Regions from separate parts of the Arachis hypogaea genome. Here region 2 is linked to region 1. A link is a contact called in public Hi-C data. All regions are on one chromosome and are shown on one strand. Each heading gives the region's core, a stretch centred on a gene start, on an enhancer-like site or on the middle of the called end of the contact. The rest is flanking DNA. Distances are from core to core; before and after follow the strand shown.

Evidence for each region. A called contact is a pair of places that touch in the nucleus more often than the background predicts.
Region 2: a contact with region 1 is called in a Hi-C map of leaf, with 2.7 times the contacts expected there. The contact joins the promoter of LOC112696556 here to the enhancer-like site in region 1. A contact is called at or near these places in 2 of 8 Hi-C or Micro-C datasets (leaf and an unstated tissue).

What each region holds. Positions count from the first base shown.
Region 1 is chr6:38,831,391-38,836,956 of arahy.Tifrunner.gnm2.J5K5, forward strand. No RefSeq gene overlaps it. Among protein-coding and RNA genes, the nearest start is that of LOC112696553, 21 kb to the right of the region's middle. Within about 2 kb of position 3,206, at least 1 of the 3 cell types and tissues checked has open chromatin away from gene starts, as enhancers often do.
Region 2 is chr6:39,245,987-39,251,383 of arahy.Tifrunner.gnm2.J5K5, forward strand. It overlaps LOC112696556 (histidine--tRNA ligase, chloroplastic/mitochondrial), which reads left to right and starts at 4,024. Exons shown (of 11, transcript XM_025749364.3): 1 at 4,024-4,621; 2 at 4,754-4,849; 3 at 5,058-5,146; 4 at 5,250-5,379. The coding sequence starts at 4,283.

The sequences.
Region 1 (5,566 bases), core at 1,956-4,455:
CTCTCTCAAATTGTGTATTATAACACCTTAAAAAAAGTGTAGAATAAAAGAATATGAACAAGATAGTTTTCAAAAATTCAAGTCAATGAAATAAGGCTTCAATCCATCTATTTATAGATTCCCCAAACCTTAGAAACGTTGGGGAATTAATGGGATGGAGCCTTTATGTCAAAACTAGCCGTTTTTTATGTTTTTGAATTATTTGCATCGATGCATAACACTTTGCATCGATGCAAATGTGTCTTTGACGCTGAAATTTGAATTTTCAGCTAGGTTGCATCGATGCAAACATCTTTGCATCGATGCAACAAGTCGTTGCATGCTTTGCATCGATGCAAGATGAGTGTGCATCGATGCAAACCTTAAAGAATGGCTTTAAAATCACTTCAAAATACTTAGGATTGATCTCAAACTTGTTGGAGTCAATTCCTATGCTTTTGTACCTTTGAAAACAAGTTTTAAACCATTTGGCTAGCATCGAATTGCAAGATATGCATATGATATGATAATCAAAACATTTTGTGAGTGTGTGTTGAGAGATTTAGCAATTGGTTCTTAACAAGAAGTTACCTAAGTCCTAAGACACTATACTTGTCTTCAAATGTTGTGGACTTGAGTTTCTTGTTGTTGTTGTGTTGCTTTCAACTCTTCATTCCTTAACGTTGAATGTTGGTTGATCTTTCAATCATGCTTGTTCATTCAAGTTGTTTGTTGGTTTGTCTTTCATGTCGTTTGTTGGTTTGTCATTCATCAAAACCTATGAATACAAACTTCACATACAAGCAACATGATTTACACGAGTTTGTTAATTTTAGAGGAAAAATTTTATTTTAATTGTAATAAAAGAATATCTCGTGATATATTTTAGTTTGTCAAATTAGTAATATATAATATAAATTATAAGTTATATATAGAGTAGGAAAGATAAAGAGAAATAAAGAAGGGAAGAGATGTAGATAAGAGGATGGAGGAAAAAACTTTATTAATATTGGAGGAAAATATTTTATCTCATTAATATAGTTATATTAAATTTTAATATTTTAATTTTAATTACAATTAGAGAATATTATATTGTATATTTTGATTGTCAAATTTGTAATTAGTCATTGATAATGATATATAAAAAAGATAGAATGAATGAAGAAATAATGAGATAAATAAAAAAAAAAGAGAAAGAGAAAGAAAAAAAATTTTAATTTTAATTTCAATTAAAAAAAGTGGCATGTAATATATTTTGTTTATATATATATATATATATATATATATATATATATATATATATATATAATTCGAATATATTTTTAAATTATATTTTACTCACATCATCTTATATTATTCATCATCTCAACGAGTGTTAGAATAAGAAATTTTGTAAGAAAGAACTAAATTACATACAAAATTAAATAAATTAAAGTGTAATAAAAATTAACAAAATATAATTTACATTATAAAAGTCTTCAATAACATATCTTAAGATTTTAATACTTTTAAATTTGATCCGCTATAAAAATCATCGGTCATTAAAATTTTAATAAAGTAATATTTTTTTTAATATATGCAATTATATAATCTGTGAAAAGTTGTCTTTAGATTTTTTCAAAATTTTGTTTAAATAATTTTTATAACTGAAAAAGTACATTCAAAATTGTTGCTATTATCGAAGGAAAATAAAAAATTTAAATATTTTTATAGGGAGTTTATATATAGTAATATATGAAAAAATAAAATTTATTTAAAAATTAAAATTTATTTTATTTAGGATATCTTAATCTTTAAATAGACTAGCGTATTATTTTTAGATTCAATTACTATGTCAGTCCTTGTAGTTTTATCAAATTTATAACAAGGTCTATATAATTTAAAGTTTACAATTAAATTTTTATATTGATTTAAATTTTGTAACTAGTAGATTCTAATCACAGTAAATGTTAAGTGTGACCTAAAACCACCATTCCCTCCTCCCTCCCCCCTCATCTTTCTTTTTTGTCTTTATCTCTTTTTTTTTACCTGGTCATCGATAAATAGTTGTTAGTTAATTTAACTTTGGTGAATCGTGATAAATATTATTGGCGTCCCCAAGTCATCGATAAAACTAAAATAATATTACCAGTACTCATGGCCGTTGATAAATTAAGGCGTGGACAAATTAGTGAATTTTATTTTATTGAAGGCGACGCCATCAATGTAATCAAACGCTGTGAAAAGGGTTTAGAATTACAATAAGTCATTATGTATCATATTAATCAATACTAAAGTAGACAAATTAATAACATAATTAAAAATTTAAATAATACGAACCATCTTTTTCTTTGTCACCCTATAAGTAGTTGATCCTCCCGTGTGCATGGATCCACCAATCTCGGAAGCTCTACTGCCTCGTGCCTTAGTCCAGGTCACCCATAATTATTTGAGTTTGAATACTCCTTTAGTCGGGTGAGAATATCGTCTGGGATTCAGTCTACAAGAGTACCGTTGTTGCAAATGTTTGATAGCATCTCCCGGAGACACTTGGTATCTTTTACCCGCCAGGCATTGTAAATCTTCTACTCTTCTCTCGGGACAAGCTCAAAGTGGTACTGCAATACCAAAAACAAGAGAAAGAAACAAGTTTGTAATCTGAAATTAAAAAAAAAACTAATTACCTTAAATAGTCGCCACAAAAGATTGTGAATTTCATCTGAAGCCATGATAAGTATGAATTAAACCACTTATAGTGGATCTTGAAAACCCAAGTAATATGTTCCATCCTAGGTCTCGAAAGGTCCTAACTATGATCAACCAAGTTAGACATTACTATATATGCATGTTCTACATAAGTTAATTGAAGACGTAAATACCAACCAACTCCATCTTATACCAACCTCAGATTAGCAGGCTGCATAGATGTGACACCTTCTTTGTTGCTGTGGCTATGGCCGTGGCCAAGTCTGAGCCTAAGACTGTGGCTAAAACAATGGTTGTGTTTAATTCTATGTATGTGGCTATGGCTGGGGTTGAGGCTATGGTTGTGCTGAGACCATGGCTGTGACTGAGATTGTGGCTGAGGCTGAGGATGTATATATGGTTATGGCTGTGTTTGAAAGCCACTCATATCAAAAGATAGACCTAGAGTCAGGATCATGCTGATAGGGTCTAACCCCTATAACAGCTGTGACTACAACCTGGGTGACAAGGTCGGTGCAAAAATCACAAGAGCGGTAGTAGTCGTGGTGGTAGTAGGTTGGGTGCATGTTGACGATGCACCTAAATCAAGTGGGATGGGCATCCCTTATGGCAATACCCCTCCCATCATCACGTCATCCTCGTATTGCTATCTCGTGCCATATCACCTAAACCAAGTATGAGTAAAAGAAGTTGGATACATATTGTTATAATAAGACACTCAAAATAACAATAAATTGATAAAATAAAACACATGGTAAATATATAATAAACATATTTACTTGGATTCATTAGAAGACAGAGAGGTAAAATTATCATCACTGTCACCATCCTCATATTCCTTAATTACCTTATGATTTCATTGACTTTAAAACAATTTAGGAGAATCTGTAGGTGAGCTATGTTCACTTCTGTGAAGTTCAACCACCAATTTTTTTTCCTTCACCCAAGTGTGCCAACTTGATTGAAGATAGACACCATTGGCTCAAACGAACCTTCATCATCGGGATCATTACGACCTACTCTTGTGCGACTAGATTTCACGAGAGGTTCAAAGTAGTAAAAACAGAAGTAGGTAGTTTCTTTCAACATGTACGCCTCACATGTAGAACCCTTCTACCCGACTCTATTCTTGAATGACCTCTTATAAACACCAACTTGACACTCAAAGGGATACATCCATCGATACTGTACCGAGTCACATGCATGTGATTCGTATGCCATGTGAATAGGGAGATGTTCTATGACGTTAAAAAAGCCAGTAGATAAGATTCTCTCTAGCTTACAAAGGATGATTGGAATGTTGTGCTCTACTACACAAAGATTTTCTACAGATAGAGAGAGAACACAAATCTCTAAAACCTTGACTAAGCTTTGTTAATAGCTTCCAAACTTGATCAGAAAACTCTCTCAAGGCCACCAGGAGTAGGCATTCCATGAAAGCATGACAATTACAACTTTTTTCGTGCCATGAAGTCTTTGATGAGTGACATTAAAACACCTGCTAAGGTTGAAGGCATAACCATTAAGAAGCCTCACCTCTTATAACCACCGACACGTGTTTAATTTTGTTCTAAAGTTAAAAACATAACACTCTTTTGGCTTAGCCTATCTACCATCCCCATTAACATAAGATTTTGTCCTGGCCTTCTAAGCCTAGCCTAGCTTTGGGGTTATCTTAGGTTCTATGACTATCCATTACTGTGTAGATGACATTGTTGAACACGTTCTTCTTGATATGCATCACATCGAGAAAATAACGGACATGAAGATCCTTCCAATACAGTAAGTTCTAAAATATACTCTTCTTAGTCTAGTTATGTTCGTTATCATAACCAAAAAATTGTAACTAATGGCCTGTGTCAACTACTCTGGGATAACCCTTTAACCACAACTCTTCACCACTCAATCTGACAGGAGGCTCCTCATGTCCCTCAATATTCTTCCTAAATGTAGTTTGATTGTGTATGTAGAAATAATTCTCAAATAAAAACCTTCCGTGACAATCAAATCAAGATTTTTTTTCCAACGTACTTAAGTTGAGAAGCCTTAATGTCCTCCATGCAAATTGGATAGGATAACTTTCCTGTGCCATCTAATTGGACAACATCCAATAACCAGAAAAATTTTAATTGTCCAAATTAAGGTGGCTTAAGTGTAAAGTTGACTTTAGATGACACATCATAAGTTAAAATCTAAGATATCACAACTGGTTCAATTCATCAACGATGGGTGGAAGATATACATCTATTTTGACTTTCAGATTATCTAGGTCGAGAATAACACAAGTTAAGAGCAAATAAGGATCTTTCATATACATATTAGGCAAAAGATTGTAAGAGAAAAAATGACAGGCCAACATAAATAATGGATACTAAAGTGGATGTTAGGGACAAATCCATCAAAACAAAGACCAAGCCTGATATTTCTAGGTTCGGCTGCAAAATGTGGGTGTTATTTTTATCAAATTGAAAACATTCTTCCTTATGAAAAGGATAGGTTATGAGATTATCTGTTTGGAGGTTGTTGAAATGCCACCTCAGGTGAGTAGAAGACTCATTGAAGTGTGCAACTATTGGAGCCTAAGGATTAGGGTTAAATAACGCATTCACTTGTATGGAACTTTCTTAGTATATTTACCGGGACAAATCTCGGCAAATAAAAAAACTTACACTCAGTTTGCTCTTCATCATCCTTGTAATGTATCATACAGTTGTTAAAGCAACAATATATTTTAACAGCCTTTGACCCCAATTACGAAAAACCTTCTTGGCTCCGTAATAGTTCTTGGGAATATCACTCGGATCCTCTACAACTTTCCTAACTAACATAATCACTTGGTCGCAAGAGTATAATGAGTGATTATTCTCAAATTTAGTTCCTAACATTCTAGTAGCAATTGATA
Region 2 (5,397 bases), core at 2,774-5,273, 420 kb after region 1:
ATGTATCACTCTCCCTTCTTTAAAAAATATTCATTCTTAAATTTTGTGGTTGAAAAAGATAGTATAAAAAAAAAGATAAATACAAAGAAAAAAAAGATAATTTATTTTTCTTCTCTTTTTCTAGATTATACAACCTTTTTTCTTCTTTTTTTCAAGAATATAAACGTAGCGCAAAAATGATGAAGATGTAACAATAATTTTTTTTCTGTTAGGATATAAAAAAAATAAACACAGAATCTAAAAACTTGAGATCTTATACTAAATAATAAAACAATGAATAGATAAATAAAAAATAAATTAAAATTAAATACAAAAGAATCACTCTACCTTATTTGTATATACTATAGTTTGGAATAAATTGAAATTACCTAAAAAAAATTACTTTATCTTTTAATACGTGTTCAGGAGAATTTTTTAGTCTATGTTTAGTTGTTTTATTGTTAGAATTTATTAGAAGATTTGATTTAGTTATGATTTGTTTAGTAGTATTTTTAAAAAGTTTAAATTTAAATCAAACCTAATCTAATCTAATAAAGATTAAATCTGATTTAAATTAAATTATCTTTAGAAATTTAAATTCAAATTAGATATCTAAAAAGATTTAACTTATTCTTAGGTTGATCTGTGAGGAGCCTATTTAAAAATTCCTTAATACTCTTTCTGAATCAATTTTGATGAATAAAAATTTCTGAGTTTCTTTAAAAAATTTGCATTGGGTCAGAAGAGGTAAAATAATTCTCTTAACTTTTGTATTAGGAAATTAAATTGGAATAAATGAGTCTCTTTCTTTGACTTTTTTTATTTTACTCTCAATTACATTCTATATCACTTTCTATCTAATTTATGATGAATAAAAAAATGACCCACTCAATCTTATTTATTCACACTATAATTTTATCACAAAATTATCAAGTGTAGTTTCACTTCTTTAATCTCCAACTTTTTATCTAACAGTTACAATGGTTTAAGAGGATATTTACTCTTAAATTTTTTAGAGACATCATTAACACAAAACATTGGTATGAGAATCCAATTTTTTATGCAAATAGATTAATTAACATTTTTTTTTTGTTTTGTTATTATTTGTTGACCAATTATGGGTTGAAAACATTTTTTTTTTCCTAAAAATATAGATTGGTATTAACTGTGAAAAAACTTAAAATCTCTTATGAAACTCCCATCTTAAGATGTTTTTCATTGACCCACTATTACATGATACTAATTCCATTAGTAGGAAGAATGTTTTGAAAATGGACGTTTTAAATTTTTTTCTCTCAATTGTTATTTTATAGTTTGATTTTTTATCATACATTCTTTAAGTGGGACAAAATATATGTGAGAGAAGATGTTAAATAATAAAAAATCATACTTGACAAAACAATTGAAAAAAAATTAAAAAGATCCATTCTCAAGTATTTATAGTGTAACAATTTTTCTTCATTGTTTTTTTTAAAATATGGTAAGTGCAATACCTACATATTAAAAAAAGATCTTCATCTGAATTATTAATGAACACCTTATAATTTCAAGTAATAATAATAATAATAATAATAACAATAATAATAATAATAATAATATAAGTTGATGAAAAATTGTCTACATCTGAAAACTTACAAGAATAAAACTACAAAGTATAAGAAAGACTCATTTGGGAGGAACAAAACCAAATAAACAAGACTACTAGTGGTGTCGCACATGAGATGATGGATGACCATGACATACAAGTAAAATTTGTCCAGAAAGACAACCAGCAGGGGGTTAGCAGCATAAGTGTTGGGTAGTTTCACATTAATAAGAATATGCATTAAATTTGTATTGTAATTTGTAAAATGGTAATGGACCAAACGACACTAAGAGCAAAACCGTGTTGAAAACACAAGGCTGTTTTCTATCGGATTCTATGCTTTTTGCATCCAACAAAAAATGTGTAACATGGGTCAATTTCTTTGTCTTTGTAGTCTAGATGCGTCACATCCATTCCTATGTGTGCCATGATGCATGCCTTGCCCTGCCTTTGGTCCTTTATATTTAATTAATAACAAAAGAGTTTACTCCATGTAAATATGAATAATTATAATTTTTATTACGTAATTATATATATTACTTTTATAATTGACAATATATTAAAAATAAATTCGTAATAGAATGTATACAAGTTGTTTCAATAGTTGTGTCTTTTGAGTATTAAGAAGTTAAATTTGGGTATGAAAATCACATGAGAATTTTATTAAAATGATAAAATTGGTACCGAGATAAAGTAACTAATAAATTCCGTTGTTAAACTGTAATACATTCTTCTTTTTTACCTATGAAACACGGATACCTTGCTGAATTGCCGTGTTTGCGTGTCGGATATATTTCGAACACAATACTCACCAACACTTGTCTGACACGCGTGTCTGTTGTGTCCAAACCGTATCTCAATAAAAAATAAAAAAATTTTCTCCGGACACACCTAAATACCATCACGTGTCAGTGTGTCTGATTTTATTCTTAATATATATTTTTGAAATAATTTTAGATATAGTATATATTATTATTTATTAAAACAAAAAAATTTTAAATACTTGATATAATTAAAATAAGACATTAAAAATAATTTAAAAAATTAATTTATATTTTAATATCAATAAAATATTAAAATATCATTATAGTTTATCTAAAAAATACTTTATATTTTACATGTATGCGTGTCACTGTGTCATGTAAGATTTTAAAATTCGCGTGTCGGCGTATTCCGTGTCGTGTTGTGTTTTGTGTCTGTGTCAGTATCGATGCATCATAGTTTTTTACTAATTTACCAATATATTTAGTAGCTATTTATGCTTCGTTTTATTTGATAAAATTTTTATTTCGAATTTTAGCTTAAAAAAATCCTCATTAAAAGAGGTAGTTACAGTTTGTCTAAAGAGACTTATAGACAAATAATTGAATAATCGAAAACAGATTGTGATTGGTTGACACTTGTCAGAAGGTGGCAGGTTTCTGTGCCACCATGCAGCTCATGTTGTGTTGGAAGTAAGTCTGTATAAGATTCAAGATTGTAACTGCTAATAACTGATGCTAATAGAAATAGTTATAATCCCTGTGTGGTTGTTTTTCTGTTTCTAAAATGGTTGTAGTCATCACTGTTTTCCTCCACCCTTTTCCTATTTCCTTGGATGGTGTATTCACCTATCCAAACCAGATGTAGCACTACCATGTGCTTCCATGTTCTATCCAAATGAACTTGCTTGTTTGTTTGAAAGATATTGTTGCCTCAACTAAATGCGAGTTTGATCAATTGAAATAGTATGAGAAACAAATTTTGTATTTTAGTAATCAGAGTTATTTTTCACTAATTATGGTTTAGGGTTTATAAAATTGAGTTTTTTATTAGAAATAGAGTGAAATTAATCTTTTTGGTTATTGATAACAATGCAGAAAATGATAAGGGAATAAGTATTTTTGTTTTATTTTTTATTTTTTTAATTTTTTTTTATTTTTTGAAACAATACTACATGTCTATCAAAATTTATTATTTCTAGCCAACACTTTATACTTTAAATACTAAATTCGAAAGCATAAATCTTAATAGTATTGAAATAATATTGGCTAAAAATGTTGTCTAATATTAATAAAAAAATTTAATTTTGATGCATTGTTCATCTAAAGTAATTATACATGTGCATTCGATTACGTAAAAATAGCTACTTTTTTCATTAACCGCATAACATGAATGATGGTTTAAAAGAACGGATATAATTGGATGACGATGTAAAAAATTTTACACTTCCAGTTGATCAAAATTAAACTCTTAATAAAAAGTGTTCACCCCTTAATATTTTTCATAATATATATATATATATTTTTTTTGGTTTACCAAACGGTATCCCCCAACCCGACAGGTTAAGGACTAATCCGTCGCGAATCTGAGTTTCATTTAAGGGTCTGCCGTTGGCCAATGGGTTGCTACATGCACAAGGCGGGGTTCGAACTCTTCTCATAATATTTTTTATACTCTAGGTTTGTTCCTTTTTTTTTATTTCTTTCCTTTCTATTTTTGGTATTGAATTTTTGTTCTTTCTTTTTTTGGTCAGATTTTTTTTTTGGTTTTGATTTTGGTTTCTACTTTTCTTTCTACAATGCCATTTGAGGCCCAAATTGGGCCTAATTTACTGATTTTGGAAGATTCGGCGCAAATTACATGAGGGCCCAAGAAGCCCACTAAACCGTTATCCGCCTATGTAGGAAACCAGGAAAGTGTGTGTGTGCTGTCTCTTCCGCCAAGAAGCCAGCAACCATGCCTGCAACTCCATTTTCGTGCTCGTACCTCATCCTTCAGCCACGCTTCAACTCCTACTTCAACCCTCTCTTCCGTTCCTTCACCTACCAGCTCTCTACTTCACCGCTCTCCTTCAATGGAATCAAGTTCACCGCCGCCAGAGTCCACTCTTCACTCTCGCCGGCGGCGGAGACCGACTCTCAGAGCGGCGGTGGCGGAAGATCTGGAGCTTTATCTCCCGGTCCTATAGTCGCTGGAGAGGTGCAGAGGATCGACGTGAACCCTCCCAAGGGGACGCGTGATTTCCCGCCTGAGGAAATGCGCTTGCGCAACTGGCTCTTCAACAATTTCAAAGAGGTTTTATTTGATTTTTCACTTGAATTTACTTGAAAAGCTTCAATACTACTTTATGCATATGCCTGTTTATGATTCGATTTGGTTCTAGTGTTTAGCTTCAGATTATGGAATTTATCTATTTGGATGGATTAGGTTTCGCGTTTATATGGATTTGAGGAGGTTGATTTTCCTGTGCTTGAGAATGAGGCATTGTTCACTAGGAAAGCAGGGGAGGAGATTAAGGACCAGGTAACTCTTTTGCTTTAGGTATGTGTCAGTGTCTCCGTATGGTGCTCTGGATTGTACTTTGACGGAAATTGCACTGAAGCAGCATGCTTGTAGTGTGGTTAGGAAATAGGAAATCATAAATTACAAATTAAAATAGAAGAGAAGGAAAGTGCAACGACGAGTTTTGGAGGAATATGAAAATGTAATCTATACATTTTCGTTTGTGCAGCTTTATTGTTTCGAAGACCGGGGTAATCGTCGTGTTGCACTGAGGCCAGAACTTACTCCTTCTTTGGCAAGGCTGGTGATACAGAAAGGGTAAATTTTAATTTTGATATTTTAATTTGACCGGTATAGCTATAGTGGATTTTGCATGTGGATGTCAAATTCTCATCCTTATGTTAGTGTTTTTTCTTCCCAGCAAGTCTGTACCACTGCCATTGAAGTGGTTCACTGTTGGACAATGTTGGCGGTATGAGAGAATGACAAGGGGGCGCCGTCGTGAGCATTACCAGTGGAATATGGACATCATTGGTGTTCCTGGTGTTATGGTATGTGCTAAATGTTAC